2 separate regions of the Mus musculus genome follow, and region 1 is linked to region 2. The links are chromatin contacts, called in public promoter capture Hi-C maps. All regions are on one chromosome and are shown on one strand. The core of a region is the stretch at or near the end of the contact, and the rest is flanking DNA. Distances in the headings are between cores, read along the strand shown.

The links. Promoter capture Hi-C pulls out the DNA fragments that hold promoters and counts their contacts.
Region 1: a contact with region 2 is called in a promoter capture Hi-C map of pre-B cells, with 2.5 times the contacts expected there. A contact is called at or near these places in 13 of 39 promoter capture datasets (the 3T3-L1 cell line, 3T3-L1-derived adipocytes, the C10 cell line and 7 more), 3 of 484 Hi-C or Micro-C datasets (nephron progenitors, olfactory sensory neurons and ventral hippocampal neurons), 1 of 130 datasets of targeted methods (astrocytes) and 3 of 9 other capture datasets (embryonic stem cells, liver and pancreatic islet).

The regions. Positions count from the first base shown.
Region 1 is chr19:30,143,237-30,149,976 of GRCm38.p6, reverse strand. It overlaps Gldc (glycine decarboxylase), which reads left to right. Exons shown (of 25, transcript NM_138595.2): 5 at 2,731-2,808; 6 at 4,212-4,359; 7 at 4,634-4,830; 8 at 6,521-6,617. Among named protein-coding and RNA genes, the nearest start is that of Gldc, 29 kb to the left of the region's middle.
Region 2 is chr19:29,696,314-29,703,353 of GRCm38.p6, reverse strand. It overlaps Mlana (melan-A), which reads right to left and starts at 5,413. Exons shown (of 5, transcript NM_029993.1): 1 at 5,391-5,413; 2 at 3,184-3,277. The coding sequence starts at 3,254.

The DNA of each region.
Region 1 (6,740 bases), core at 1,732-4,231, 450 kb before region 2:
TATGTTACAATCATTTTCAAGCTTCTAATTGCGTAAGTCCACAGTTGACTTATTGGACAGCCCTGAGGTGCTATCAAGGACAGGGGTCCCTTTCTTTCTGCCACCTTTATAGGGTTATATTATATTATATCCTCATGCCAGAAGATGACTGTTAGGCTTCTAGCCTGGACATCTGCACTCAGGAAAAAGTGAAGGGCAGAGACCCAGGGGTGCTTCTAGACAATTAAAGGCCTCACGAAGATTTCACTCCACAGCTTTTATGTACATCTCACTGAACGCCTTCCTTCACGTGGCCTGACCTGAGAAATGAGCTCCATATGGGCATAGCCTTGCCCTGGTACCTGGAGTATAGGAGTGGAGTATAGGAGGAGTGGAGCGTGGGAGGAACTGACATTGTAATGGACACCATCAGCCTGACTCCTTAGGAAGAATTTTCTATGTTTAGAGTTTGCCTTGTTTTCATTGCTTTCCCCCACCCCCTACTCCCCCCAACTCCCAACTTCTTGTGCAGCACATAATCCCAGGGCTGTGAGTGCCCTCTGACCCTTAGTTGTTTTCTCAGGCCTTGCCTTTTATGAGATCTCGAGGACTTCCTCAGCTCTTCCTGTCCCTACCTATTAGTGCTGGCCTTTCACACACACACCTCTCCGCCTGCTTTTCCTTCCTATTTCACAGTATATTTTGAACACCTCATTCTTACTTGGCTTTCTAGAATAGGGTTTTTTGGGTTGTTGTTGTTTTGTTTTATGCGTGTGTGTGTGTGTGTGTGTGTGTGTGTGTGTGTGTGTTGTGCACAGGTGCCTAAGGAAGTCAGAAAGTGTCAGGTCCCCTTGGAGCCACCCAACATAGCTTTGAGTACTAAACTTGGTTCCTCTGGAAGAACAGCAAGTGCTCTTCATCACTGAGCCATCTCTCCAGCCCCTAGACGAGAACTTTTCTTGTGTCTGTGGCATGGAAGGGCTGTGGTTATTTAACCTCACATCTGCCTAGACACATTTAGTTTATATGCACTATCTTCTGTTAGTAGAAATTACTTTGCATGTCCCTAAGATAATCTTCCTCAGGAATTCTAATTATTTCCTGATAATCCATTTCCATAAGTTACCGGGTCACAGGGTACAGTTACCAATCACTCTACAGTCCCCCTTCCTCCACCCTGTGCTTTGGAAGAATATTAGAACATATCTTCATGGAAGAATTCATATTTAGGTTGGGAAATATGCCCATATTTGTGATGTTTCCTAAGAACTGGAGCCTCTGTCCTGAGTGCGCAGATGAGTTTAATTCTTGGCTTCCACAGATAATGGTGCTGTAGGGTCCAGGCAGGTACAGGCTCCCTCTAGGTATGAATGTTCTGGTGGTGGAGCCCACCCGGGGCCCTTCTGATTCCTTAACAGCACTGAGGGTAAGTTCAGGTTCTTCATGGAAGATGGCACACAGGATGGCAATCTATGTATGTTCTCTGTCACTATTCTCAGCTTTTTATTGATTTTTTTTTTTTTTTGTAAATTTTGTTCCCTACTTCTAATTTTAAAATTTCTTTTTATCATTTTAGGCAGGCTGTCACAATCCAGGATGGCCTGGATTCAATGTATAGCTGAGGATTACCCTGACCTTCAGATATTCTTTATATATATTATATACTTTATTTTATATATACATATATATATATACACACACACACACACACACACACATATATATATATATATATATATATATATATATATTCCAGGTGTTGAGGTTGCAGACTTATCGTGCTGAGATTCAAATGCAGGCTCTGTTACATGCTAGGCAAGCACTCTCTCAGCTAAGACACAGCCCTGGCCCCTGTGTAGCTTTCACCTCACACTCACAGAAGTGGAGGTGTTTTTTCTTTGCTTATTTGATTGTTTGGGCCAAGGGTTTCCTACCTGCTCTGCAGGGTTGGCCTTGGGCTGCCTTGTGGTGATGAGCTGCTCTCCCTCAGGAAAAGCTTCCTTCCTCCTTTCTCCTTATGTCTCCATGTAAATTAGAGTTCAAGCGTGTGTGTGTGTGTGTGTGTGTGTGTGTGTGTGTGTGTGTGTGTGGTGTATGGGTGGTGTGGGTGTGTGTGTGATGTGTGTGATGTGTGTGAGGTGTGTATGTGTGTGTGATGTGTGTGATGTGTGTATGCGTGTGTGTACGCACACATGTATGCCATAATATCCATGTAGAGGCTGGAAGGTCTGGGGGGAGTCATTCTCCAACTTCGTTGAGGCAGGGTCTGTCTTGTTTCTGCCCACCTGAGACTCTAAGCTAAAATACCTCTGACAACAAGATATATTACTTTACGAGACGTTTTTTGAAGTGGTTTCAATTTCCCTTTATACCTAATATCTGTCCTTTTCTTTTTATCATAGTGTAGATGTCCTAAAACTGAATTGGTTTTTGTTACATTGTGTTTGTTGGAACAGGCTTGAATTTCCCTGGATTGCTGTCAGGAACTGAGTCACCAATCGCTCATTTCTCTTTAGAGTATGCTTAGAGTTTCCCTCACTGCTTTTGGTATTGGAGAAGTGGCTCAGTTGGTAGAGAACTTGACCAGGTTGAACACCATCACTAGCTACACTAGCCATAAAGGCTTGCACTCTGCACTGTGGAGGCGGAGGCAGGAGGATCAGAAGTTCAATAGAGTTGGAGGCCAAACCAGAATACCAGAGAAGGGGAAAAAAAATCTTCAAGTTTAAATGTGCTTTTTCTTTTCAACAGACACAACAAGAGGAAGAAATTTTTCGTTGATCCTCGTTGTCACCCACAGACGATAGCTGTTGTCCAGACTCGAGCCAAGTAATTGATTTAAATTGTGTTTTGAGCCACGGGTAATATCATATCATCTCTACCTTGTCTCTCTTTCCCACTTCCAGTCTGATTGGAAGTGAGCTGGCTTTAGACTGGATTTGGTGAGTTTGCTTTCCCCAGCTAACTTTCTCCCATGGATGCTCTGCCAAGTCCCTCGTCAGTACTGAGGGGCAAACACATGCTGAGTTCATTTGCCTTTGTGATTTCGTAAGTCCCCATGCTGTTCTGTCATCTCGTGATAAAATTTAAAATACTAAAATCAGCTTGAGGCAGGAGGATTTCAAGTCTGTGGCCAGATGAGCCACATGGTCCCAAAGTAGAGATTAGGGCTATGGCTCAGCAGTAGGACACTAGCTAGCCTCGGCTGAGGCCCTGGTTTCAATCCCTAGTACCGAGAAAAAAAATGGAAAAGGGTCAGAGGGCCAACAAAAGATGAAATAAAGTAACTGCAGCAATGTTTTGGAAAGTTGGGAAAGCAGAGCTCACTCAAACATGCCTGCCATGGCCATGGTTTCCGGTGTGCTTCATGCAGATGCAGTTGCTAAGGAAACCACACCACAACTAAGGACCACTTTGATTAGTCCTATGTGCCTTTGCATCGTTTAGTCCTGTAAGCAACTGAAACATCCCCGGCCCAGCCATTACTGCATCCTCTTTCTGCTTTGGCAACACAGGGCGTTTTTCTGCTCCACACTGTCCTTCGGAAGGGGTTGGAGTTGTAGTTAGAGGGTTTTAAGAATCTAAGGAAGTCCTTGTTGCCATTTGGACAGGTTTCATTTACCTTAAGCTGAGCCGGGGTGTCCCGGAGATGCCTCTGTGGTAAGGGCTGGATCTTTAGCTCTAGGGGGTGATGCTCCTGCCAGGAGTAGGTTCTCACAGAGAGTTAGGGAGAGGGGAGTGGGAAGGACAGAAGAAAGAGACTGAAGAGTGAAGCATGCATGTGAGTTGGCCTGGAGCCCTGTTAAACTTTGATGAGCCAGGTATGAGGTGAGGTGTGACTGGGAGTGAGGCCAGAAGCACACCTAGGGAAAGAACAGAAAATGAATACAGTCTCCCTGGGGACAAGCTGCTGCTGATTGCATTTTTTTGGGCCAGGCATGATGGCTTAAGAGATGGGTCAGCAGCCTGACAACATGAGTTTTATCATCACAAGCCATGATGAAAAGAGAGACCTCACTTATCTTCTAACCCCTACACACGTACCTTGGCACATGAGTATCTGCGCTAATGAACATGTCACACGTGCGCACGCACACACACACACACACACACACACACACACACACACACACACACACACACACACACACACAGAGACACACACAGACACACGGGCATGCATGCACTCACACACCATAATAAAAAGGACCAATTTTCCCTTGTACTTTCAGATATAGGGGGGTGCTTGTCGAGCTGAAGTTACCCCACGAAATGGATTTCAGTGGCAAAGACGTCTGTGGGGTGCTGTTCCAGTACCCAGACACTGAGGGGAAGGTGGAGGACTTCACAGAACTTGTAGACAGAGCCCATCAGACTGGGGTAGGTAAGCCCCCTGCTGAGGTTCAGGACGCTGTGTCCCAGTTCCCATATCTGTCTGTCTTTTATCACATGGAATGGTGACATCTTCTTCCCCTACTCCTTCCTCTTTGTTACTGTCACTCACTGATCCCTGGTAAATATTCTTCCATATGAATGCATAATCAAATGGAGTTCCCAGCAATGCCCCTCCCAGCCAGCCTGTTTGTAGTGGAGACAACTCCTGCACAGTCAGGATAAGGTGATAACCTTGACCTCTTCTCCATTTCCTCCCCAGAGCCTGACCTGCTGTGCTACTGACCTTTTAGCTCTGTGTATTTTGAGGCCACCTGGAGAGTTTGGAGTGGACATTGCCCTGGGCAACTCCCAGAGATTTGGAGTGCCACTGGGCTATGGGGGACCGCATGCGGCCTTCTTTGCTGTCAAAGAAAACCTGGTGAGGATGATGCCTGGAAGGATGGTGGGGGTGACAAGGTAAAGCTTCACGCCCCCTTACTGTCATCACGACCTTCCCTGTTCCTTTTCTCTCCTTCATTTTGTGTATGTGCGTGTGTGTACACCATATGTGCCTAGAAACCCAAGGAAACCAGAACAGGGCATTGGATTCCCCAAAGCTGGAGCTCCAGGCAGTTCCGAGCTGCCCAGCGTGGGTGCTAGGGAATGAATTCAGGTCCTCTAGGGGAGCAACAAGTGCTCAGCTGAGCCCCTCCCCTCCCCTGTTCATGTTCTCTGATCTCTCTCTAAATTTAATTGGTCCACGTCAAGTAGACGGAAAAACAAGTTAAGAAGAGGGAATCTATCTGGGTTATGTACTGTACGCCATTATTCAGACAACATGAAAAGGTGTGTGTATCCTTTGGAAGGTATTAGTGGAGTCGTGTACAGGCAATAGCTTGATAGATGTCTGGAGAGACCGGCCTATTTTAAGTGCATTGTGCCTACCCAGCTTCTTTTTAAAATATCACATCGTGGAAGGAAGAACTCACTTTTGTGTTAAAAGCAAAGGTTTAGTGTGGCCCAGTAGGGTTCTGGAGGTTCCGAGGGTTTCTCTGTGTAGCCCTGGCTGGCTGTCCTGTCTACTCACTCTGTAGACCAGGCTGGCCTCAAACTCAGAGATCCGCCTGCCTCTGCCTCTCAAAAGCTGGGATTAAAAGCATGAGTCACCACTGCCCAGGTGACTGGTGCTTCTTAAGTAAAGAATTTAGAGGAATTCCAGGTTATATATATATATGTATATATATATATATATATACACACACACACACACACACACACAAACGTATATGCTGTATATATATATTATAGCCTGTATATATCTATATAATTTGTATATCAATATGTTTACATATGTATATATAGTTTTGGGGTCTATGATAAATATATACACATAGTTTATGTAGATATATATACAGATTATGATAAATATATGTATACATGTGTATATGTGTATATATATGTATGTGTGTGTGTGTAAACACACACAGTTTATACATCTATATATGTATCCATGTATACATTAGAGAGGGAAAGTTTTTTCAGGGTAAGTAGTGAGACTTGTTAGCATTCCTTCAGTTTCTACCCAGTCTCTTCAAACCTCCAGTGGCGAAACACTATTTCCTCAGGTCATCAGCCATGGAGTGACATAGAATCCTTGATCCCCATCATCCTGTGAGGAAGAGTGATTCCTGGGAAATCTCCTTTCACTAGTCCAGGCTTTATTGTATATGTCTCAGTGCCTCAAAGTCCAAATTACAAACCTACTGTGCTAATAGAAGAGGGTCACTTGGAAGTTGGTTTTTATAAGCATTTCCCACACAATTCTACTGCATTCACCTCCGCTGGGAAAGCAAGCCCATCTACAGCAGCGGTTCTTCACCTTCCTAACACTTCTGAGGACCCTTTAATACAGTTTCTCATGCTGTGGTCACCGTCCCCCAACCATAAAATTATTTTTGTTGCTACTTCACAACTGTAATTTTGCTACCGTTTTGAGTCATAATATAAAATAAACATGTAGGATATCTGATAGTCAACCCTCATGAAAGGGTCATTTACCTCAAAGGGGTTGTGACTCACAGTCCAAGAACTGGTTGAGAAGTTCTGTTCTACGGCAATCCTGGTGCTTTGATCACCCGGGCTGACTAGATGTGTTGTCTTGATCCAGGGATGCCACAGGGAAGGAAGTGTATCGCCTCGCTCTCCAGACCAGAGAACAACACATCCGGAGAGACAAAGCCACCAGCAACATCTGCACGGCTCAGGTAAGTATCCCATCCAACCGCCTGCTGACTGATGTAAGGTGCTCACTCCTTCTCTCACTTGCTCATTCAGTCGCCACCTACTGACGAGCATGTACACTAGAGATGGAAGGATCTTACTGACAG
Region 2 (7,040 bases), core at 4,164-6,663:
CCTAGACAGCCGCCATGGGAGTGCTACAATTCAGGCCAGACCTATGTCCTCTGTCCTTTCCTGGAAGAACCGTCTCCTACGGTAAAACTGTCACAAAGAGTGTTCAGTGGCTCTCATGACTGAAGGCAGCTGACATAATTCCCAGCAGGCTCTTGCTCTAAGCTCACCCTGTACTCTCCCTTTGAGCATCTTGACACAGACAGCTCTGTTCCACCTCTTTATGCACAGTCATCTTTTACTGAGAACACACACACAAGTGATTGAAAGCTTAAAACATCAAAGAATGCCAGACATGCCAGAGGAAGCTGCTGCCTGGCCTCGCAGACTCCTCAGTCACTCAGATACCTTGAGGGTCAGTCACATGAGGCACCATTAAAGTACAGACCCTGGGGCCCCACTCCTAGCCTAAACTGACTCCTCTTGGAGGCAGCACCTAGGAATCTTGAGTTTAGGCAAGCTCCCAGGATGCCTTATTGCCATATATGTAAGAGCCCCTGTCTACTGAGGCTTCAGAAGGAGCTAACAGCCAACAGGGGGGTAGCCCCTTTTGACTGGCTATGGGAACTCACTTTATATTACTCTTCCTCATACCACTGGAGGATTTCAAAGGAGGAGAAATATCCTCCGAGAATCTCAGAGATGTATTGCTTCAATGCAGATGCTTCAGTGCAGAGGCCTCTGCTCCCTGCTACATCCGACCCTCCTGTTTAAACATGGCAGCCAGATGAATGAGCACCTGTCAGGATGAATCCTGATATTGACAGCCTTGTGCAGTGATTTTTCTTGTATTCTTCGCTGGTCTCTTTCATTACCCTGCTGAAAATCATGTGTCATGCTTCAAGTCCTGGACAACCTTCATGGACTGAAGTAAAAAAGTGTCACTGCACTGTGCTGTGGCCTCTGGTGATGCTGATGGACACCATGGCAGCCATGTATGCAGACTGAGCGGGAGTTTTTCTCCTGCTGGAACCCAGGACCTCTCCTATCCTCTCAGGGAAGACACCAGAGTACTCGCTGCCCCTGAGTGAAGGACTTTGGTCAAGGTGTACAAAAGAAAGCACAAGCTTTCAGTGAAGGGGTTAGATGATGATGATGATGATGGTGATGATTATGGTGGTGGTGATGATGATGATGGTGGTGGCGGTGTGTGTGTGTGTGTGTGTGTGTGTGTGTGTGTGTGTGTGTGTGTGATGTATATGATGGTACTAAGTCACAGGTGTCCTTCGTAAACTGTTGTCTTCAACTCCAAACCCACTTTCCTATGCCCTGCTCTGGGTGGTGGCATTGGACTCTGAAAATCCAATGACTTCTAGGGGCCAGTGTGCCCCTACAGAGAGTGTGTAGAGTCTCTTCAGAGTCTGCCTCCCACTCTGTTAAGCATCACCTCACAGCAGCTCTTCACACTGTTAGCTGTGGGAGCCACTACCGCCTTCACCCGCTGAGACTGGCGGCTGTATACCACACAGGAAGACTCAGCTTTCAGCCTACTGAGCTGACAAGGCCTGCCTCCAGCTTCCAGCTCGGCAGCTGGAGATATTGTCTTGCCTCCCTGTGGATGAGATTGTGCAAATATTTGCCATCTTTAACCCACCAGCTTAGTGTTCCATAGACAAACAGGCTCTCATGACTGAAGGCCTGTATTAAATCCCAACATCACCACATCCAGGGGCACACCTCCTAGTTTCTCTAAGCTGTTCCCACCCACATACAACACAGCAGGCAAATATGGGCGTCATGATGTGGGGGATAGCGGAAAACAGTGGCCCCAGTCTTCCCTTGGTTTCTTACTTTCTGATGGGAAACACAAAGAAGGTGGCGTCGCATCCTCACTTAGACAGAGGTGATGTGCAGGGGTGACAAACAGAGAAAGAAGGGACCACTAAGATTCCTGGACTACTGGGTAAGAGAGATCAAAAATTCCAGTTTAAGAGTCTGTGGCATCAGCCTAAAGATGCGGAAACAATGCCTTATACAATGTATTTCCCACCTAAATGGAATGTTGTGAAGACAATTTGCTACAATGTATCACTTCCCCTACCTCCCCAACTGGCTATGCTGTGGTGTGGGAAATCCCCTGGGAAATGCTCCCAGCTGGACTGCATTGATGATTGCTTGTTTGCTGCCTGACCTGTGTAATCTCAATAAGATTTTCCAGCAACTCTTTCTACAGGGGAACAGATCTGCAGGGGTTCTGAGCTGACTGCTAAAAGACTGTCTAAAACAGAGGTTCTCAACCTGTGGGTCACACCCCCGGCCCCCTACCCCAGGAGATTTCCACAGAGATCGTGTATCAGATATCCTGCATATCAGATATTTACATTATAATTCATAACACTAACAAATTTACAGTTATAAAGTAGCAATGGGAATAAGTTTATGGTTGGGGATCACCACAACATGAGGAACTAATTAATAGAGTCTCAGCATTAGGAAGGTTGAGAACTAAACCTTTAGTTCTGTGGAACTAAATGAAAGCCTGTCTGGAGTCCCTGCTCAGGTTCAGCTCCGACCACACCCTTCCCATTCCTAGGACTTGCAGAGTGTGTCCCTAGGTCCCCTAAGGGCACTTACAGGTGCCAGAATGACTCCCTGCCTAACTCTCCCACTGGACTCTAGACCTTTTCAGAGATATAGAACGGTATCTCTGAATAAAGTGCTTAGTTCTTAGAAGTAATAATTGCACAAATACTTCTTACTAATTAACTCAGAAGCTCAAACACCTTTCTGTAGGATGGAGCTCTCAAGCAATAGTCATGGCCGCCATCTTGCGCCTGGCATGAAGCCTGAGACCTACACCCACGCCCCTCATCCACGCTGGCTCTTTAGCAACTTAACTCTGTCTACAAAGCACCTGAGGAGTCTTGAGAGGAACTGGTGAATAGGCTTAAGGAAGAAGGTGCCTGAGTCTGGGACATATTTTCCCAACTTGGGAACCAACAACCAAGGCCCGAAAATGTGGACAAAAACAGTAATATCTAACTTTTCTCACTTGATCCTCCCCAACTGTTTGGCTCCAGAGAACTGTGAGTTAGACCACTGTAGGACCTCCAGGTCTCTCCTTGGTGGCAGTGGTTTTATTCTTTGCTAGAGAAAGTTACAGACAGGCATGCACATGTGGAAGTCAGTTGGCCGTGTCTGCAAATGGCAAATTGGAAATCCCAAAAAGTTTGCTTTGTAACTTACTCTTCAGCAGTGACATAGGAGCGTCTGTGCCCCTTCCTGGGATAACCAAAGTGAATGTCTTCTTGGGGCATTGTGTGGACTCAGCACAGGACACCTAAAGGAAGGGCACATAGGGATTGCTTAGTGTATCCAAAACATCTTCGCTCATCTCACAGAGACACACAGAGACTGTTACCGGGATAGGTATCAGCTAGCTAGCACCCCTGCGTCCTCCCTGTAGGGACTCACATATCATCTTGTTAATTCCAAGAGCTTTCAGATTAGTTCAGGCTCTGACACCTTCTACTTACTGGAAAACTAAATTCTAAGAAGAGACTGCTAAGGAAACAATGTTTAAAACTGAGTTCTCGCAGGGGCGTGTCTTCTCTGGCCTTCAGCTTGATTCTATGATAAACTCCTGAGAGGATTTTAGTCATTCTGTTTTAACCTTTGCTGGCCTAGGGCATCAGTCAGTAAGAGGTGGGGCTGGAGGGATGATTCAGTGGGGAAAGGTGTTTGTACATGAGCCTGGCAACCCGACTTACCTGAGTGTGAGCCCCAGAACCCTGGTGAAGGTGGGAGAAGGCCCCATGGCATCATTAATAGTCCCACATGTGCACTGTAACAAGTGCACACACACACACACACACACACACTGTAATAATAAATTAACACATAATAATATAAATAGTAAATAATAATAATAGAATAATAAATGTAAAAATAAAACAATAAAAGAAGCTGAGCAGAGGTGACACACATCTTTAATCCCAGCACTGGAGAAGCAGAGGCAGGTGGATCTCTGTGAGTTTGAAGCCAGCCTGGTCTACAGAGAAAGCTCCAGGACAGTCAGGGCTACACAGACACTCTGTCTCAAAAAACAAAAACAAAAACAAAACAACACACGCGCATGTCACACACACATACACACACACACACACACACACACACAGAGAGAGAGAGAGAGAGAGAGAGAGAAGCCAAAAAATGCCTTATTTTTTTCCAAAATTACCACTGTTATCAATCACACACAGAGAAAGAGAAAGAGAGAGAGAGAGAGAGAGAGAGAGAGAGAGAGAGAGAGAGAGAGAGAGAGAGAGGCCAAAAATATATGCCTTATTTTTCCCCAAATTACCACTGTTATCAATCTCTGGGAGAGCAGAAGTTTGCAGTGTTTAATGAGAAGTGTCTCCCAGAGCATCCCAGCCCAAGCCTGGCCAGATGTATAGACCACATCTTCCAAAGCCACTTTTGCACAAGGGACCCTGTTCTTGTTGGCCAAGTACACATCACCCAAGACAGACTGAGGATACCGGGGCCTCCTTTCGTCTAGTAGCTTCTTCCCCCTCCAATTCAGTTTCTGTTTCTGTCTATCCGGGTCTCACGGCAAGGAATTAAAAGCTATTTTTATAGACAGAGTTTCACTGCACTGCTCTGGCTGTCTTAGAATGAAATATGTAGACTAGGCTGGCCTTAAATTTGTATAGATCTGTGTGCCCCTGCTTTCCAAGTCCTGGAATTAATTAAAGGTATGTGCCACTATACGCAAACCAAACACCCAAAATGTGGATAAATGAATAATAACAAGAATCTCATGGACTACAGTGACCATAACTACTGTGAGCTCAATAAAAGACAATAACAGAAGCTTCATCTCTTGTCATTATGGTCAGGTTTTTGCCTTTTTAAAAAAATTACTGCTATTATAAATGTTAAGGGTCAACCCCCACGGAATTTCATTAATTAGCTCCAATTTGAAGAACATGGATAATGGGAGGGCAAAATCAGGATTTCCTTGAGCCCAGAAGGTGACTCCTTTCCACAGGGACATTTTGCATGTAATTTGCCCTTCCCAGGTGTAAGAAGGAAACTACACTTGAACTCAGAGATCACCTCCGATGGGGAGTGTAAGGTGAGCCCTACGTTGGCAGACAAGAGACTCAATTAACTCTGCATTAATTGTCTCTGTGGGTGTCTACCTCAAGCTCAGAGAATCTGCAAACAGTTACAGGATAAGTGGACCTCACCCCAGTGAAGCCAACGGAAGTCCCTTTGGGTGACAGACTAAATGGAGTGCACAGGGGTTCCTGCCACCATCACCCCACACGTTGATATTCTTGGCAATCTTGGAGGAATGAGGAAGAGTCTAAGAGACTCCAAAGGTGAGACCAAGCCTTGTTCTGGAAAAACAGGACAGTGTACAGTTAACAAGAAGTCGGTGTTCTTACCTTCCCCGAGGAACACTTCTCCCTGCTGTCTGGCTCTGTATGTGAAGACGGCTTCTCTGGCTGTTAATCTTAAAAAAAAAAATTATTTTTTTTTCCGTACTTGATCTTGAGTCTCATGATAGTCATGAGTTTTGGATTCCTAATGGGTGTCTGTGATTGCTTATTTGGCATGAAAGAAACCAACTTCATTCTACCCTTTAAAAAAAAAAAAGGAAGGAAGGAAGGAAGGAAGGAAGGAAAAGAACAGAGCCCTTGATGGCTTGTGCTTTCCCCAAAACCAACACTTTGCCCCAGGCAAGCCATTCCTCTTTAAGTTGCCAGGTAAATTACAGGATATCCAGTTAAACTTACATTTCAGATAAACAAGTATTTTTATCATGTGTCTAATGTAATACTTCTACTAGAAAAATTCCTCTGGCTGTGGAATGCTCAGCTCTAAGTGCAACTTGAGTGTCACATGTCACATATCACACCTCCCCCATGCCAGGCTCTGGGCTCTTTCAGGAAGAGGAGGTTGTAGTAGTCAAAGGGGGTGGCTGCCTTCAAGGAGACACAGCAGGGCGGTTGCACATAGAAACTCACAGCAGTTGGGACAGCATGCTCAAGACCTACTTAAAATCAAAAAAGACACAGCCCCTCCCCCAGCCGTGGAGCTGTTTGATAGATGCTAGAAGAGAGAGTGAGTTTTCTTTGGTGGTGTGACCACATTCCAGGACAGGCCCCACTCCTGAGAGTAGTTTGGCAACACAAACTGTACTTCAGGAGTGAAGGAGAAGAGAAAGAGGAGGATGGAAGAGGAGGAAAGTGAGGAGGAGGGGGAAGATGAAGAGGAGGGGGAAGATGAGGAGGAGGGGGAAGATGAGGAGGAGGGGAGGAAGGGGAAGATAAGGAGGAAGGGAAAGAGAAGGAGGAGGGGGAAGATAAGGAGTAGGGGGAAGATAAGGAGGAGGGGGAAGGTGAGGAGGAGGGGGAAGATGAGGAGGAGGGGGAAGATGAGGAGGAGGGGGAAGATGAGGAGGAGGGGAGAAAGGGGAAGATAAGGAGGAAGGGAAAGATAAGGAGGAGGGGAAGATAAGGAGTAGGGGGAAGATGAGGAGGAGGGGGAAGATGAGGAGGAGGGGGAAGATGAGGAGGAGGGGGAAGATGAGGAGGAGGAGATAGATGAGGAGGAGGAGAAAGATGAGGAGGAGAACTCCAAGTTGGGTGGGTAGAGACTAAAGAGGGTAAGCTCTTGAAAGTAGAGAAGGGATGTGACAAAAAAAAAATACATGGTGTGAAATTCTCAAATTTTAAATAAAATTTTATTTTAAAAGGTCTCAAAACATTTTTTTAAAAAGTCTCAGATATTGTTGGAATAAAGTTACACTTAAAAAAAAAGTATTTTGTGAGCAGAGCGTGGTGGCACACACCTACGCTACTAGCACTTGGGAAGCTGAGACAGGAAATCAAGTCCCACACCAGCTTCTGCTTCCAAATACACAGACAGTCTGTCTGAAGTCCAAGTCTGACTGGGTACTGCACTTCCACATCAGAGATCCAGAGCCTGTGGACTGAGATCTAGAAAGCAAGCCCTACAGCCCATGTCCTCGATGTTTGTGGTGGCCATGGGAATAACTGTCCACTGGGGACTGAGAGTTTCCACGCACTTTC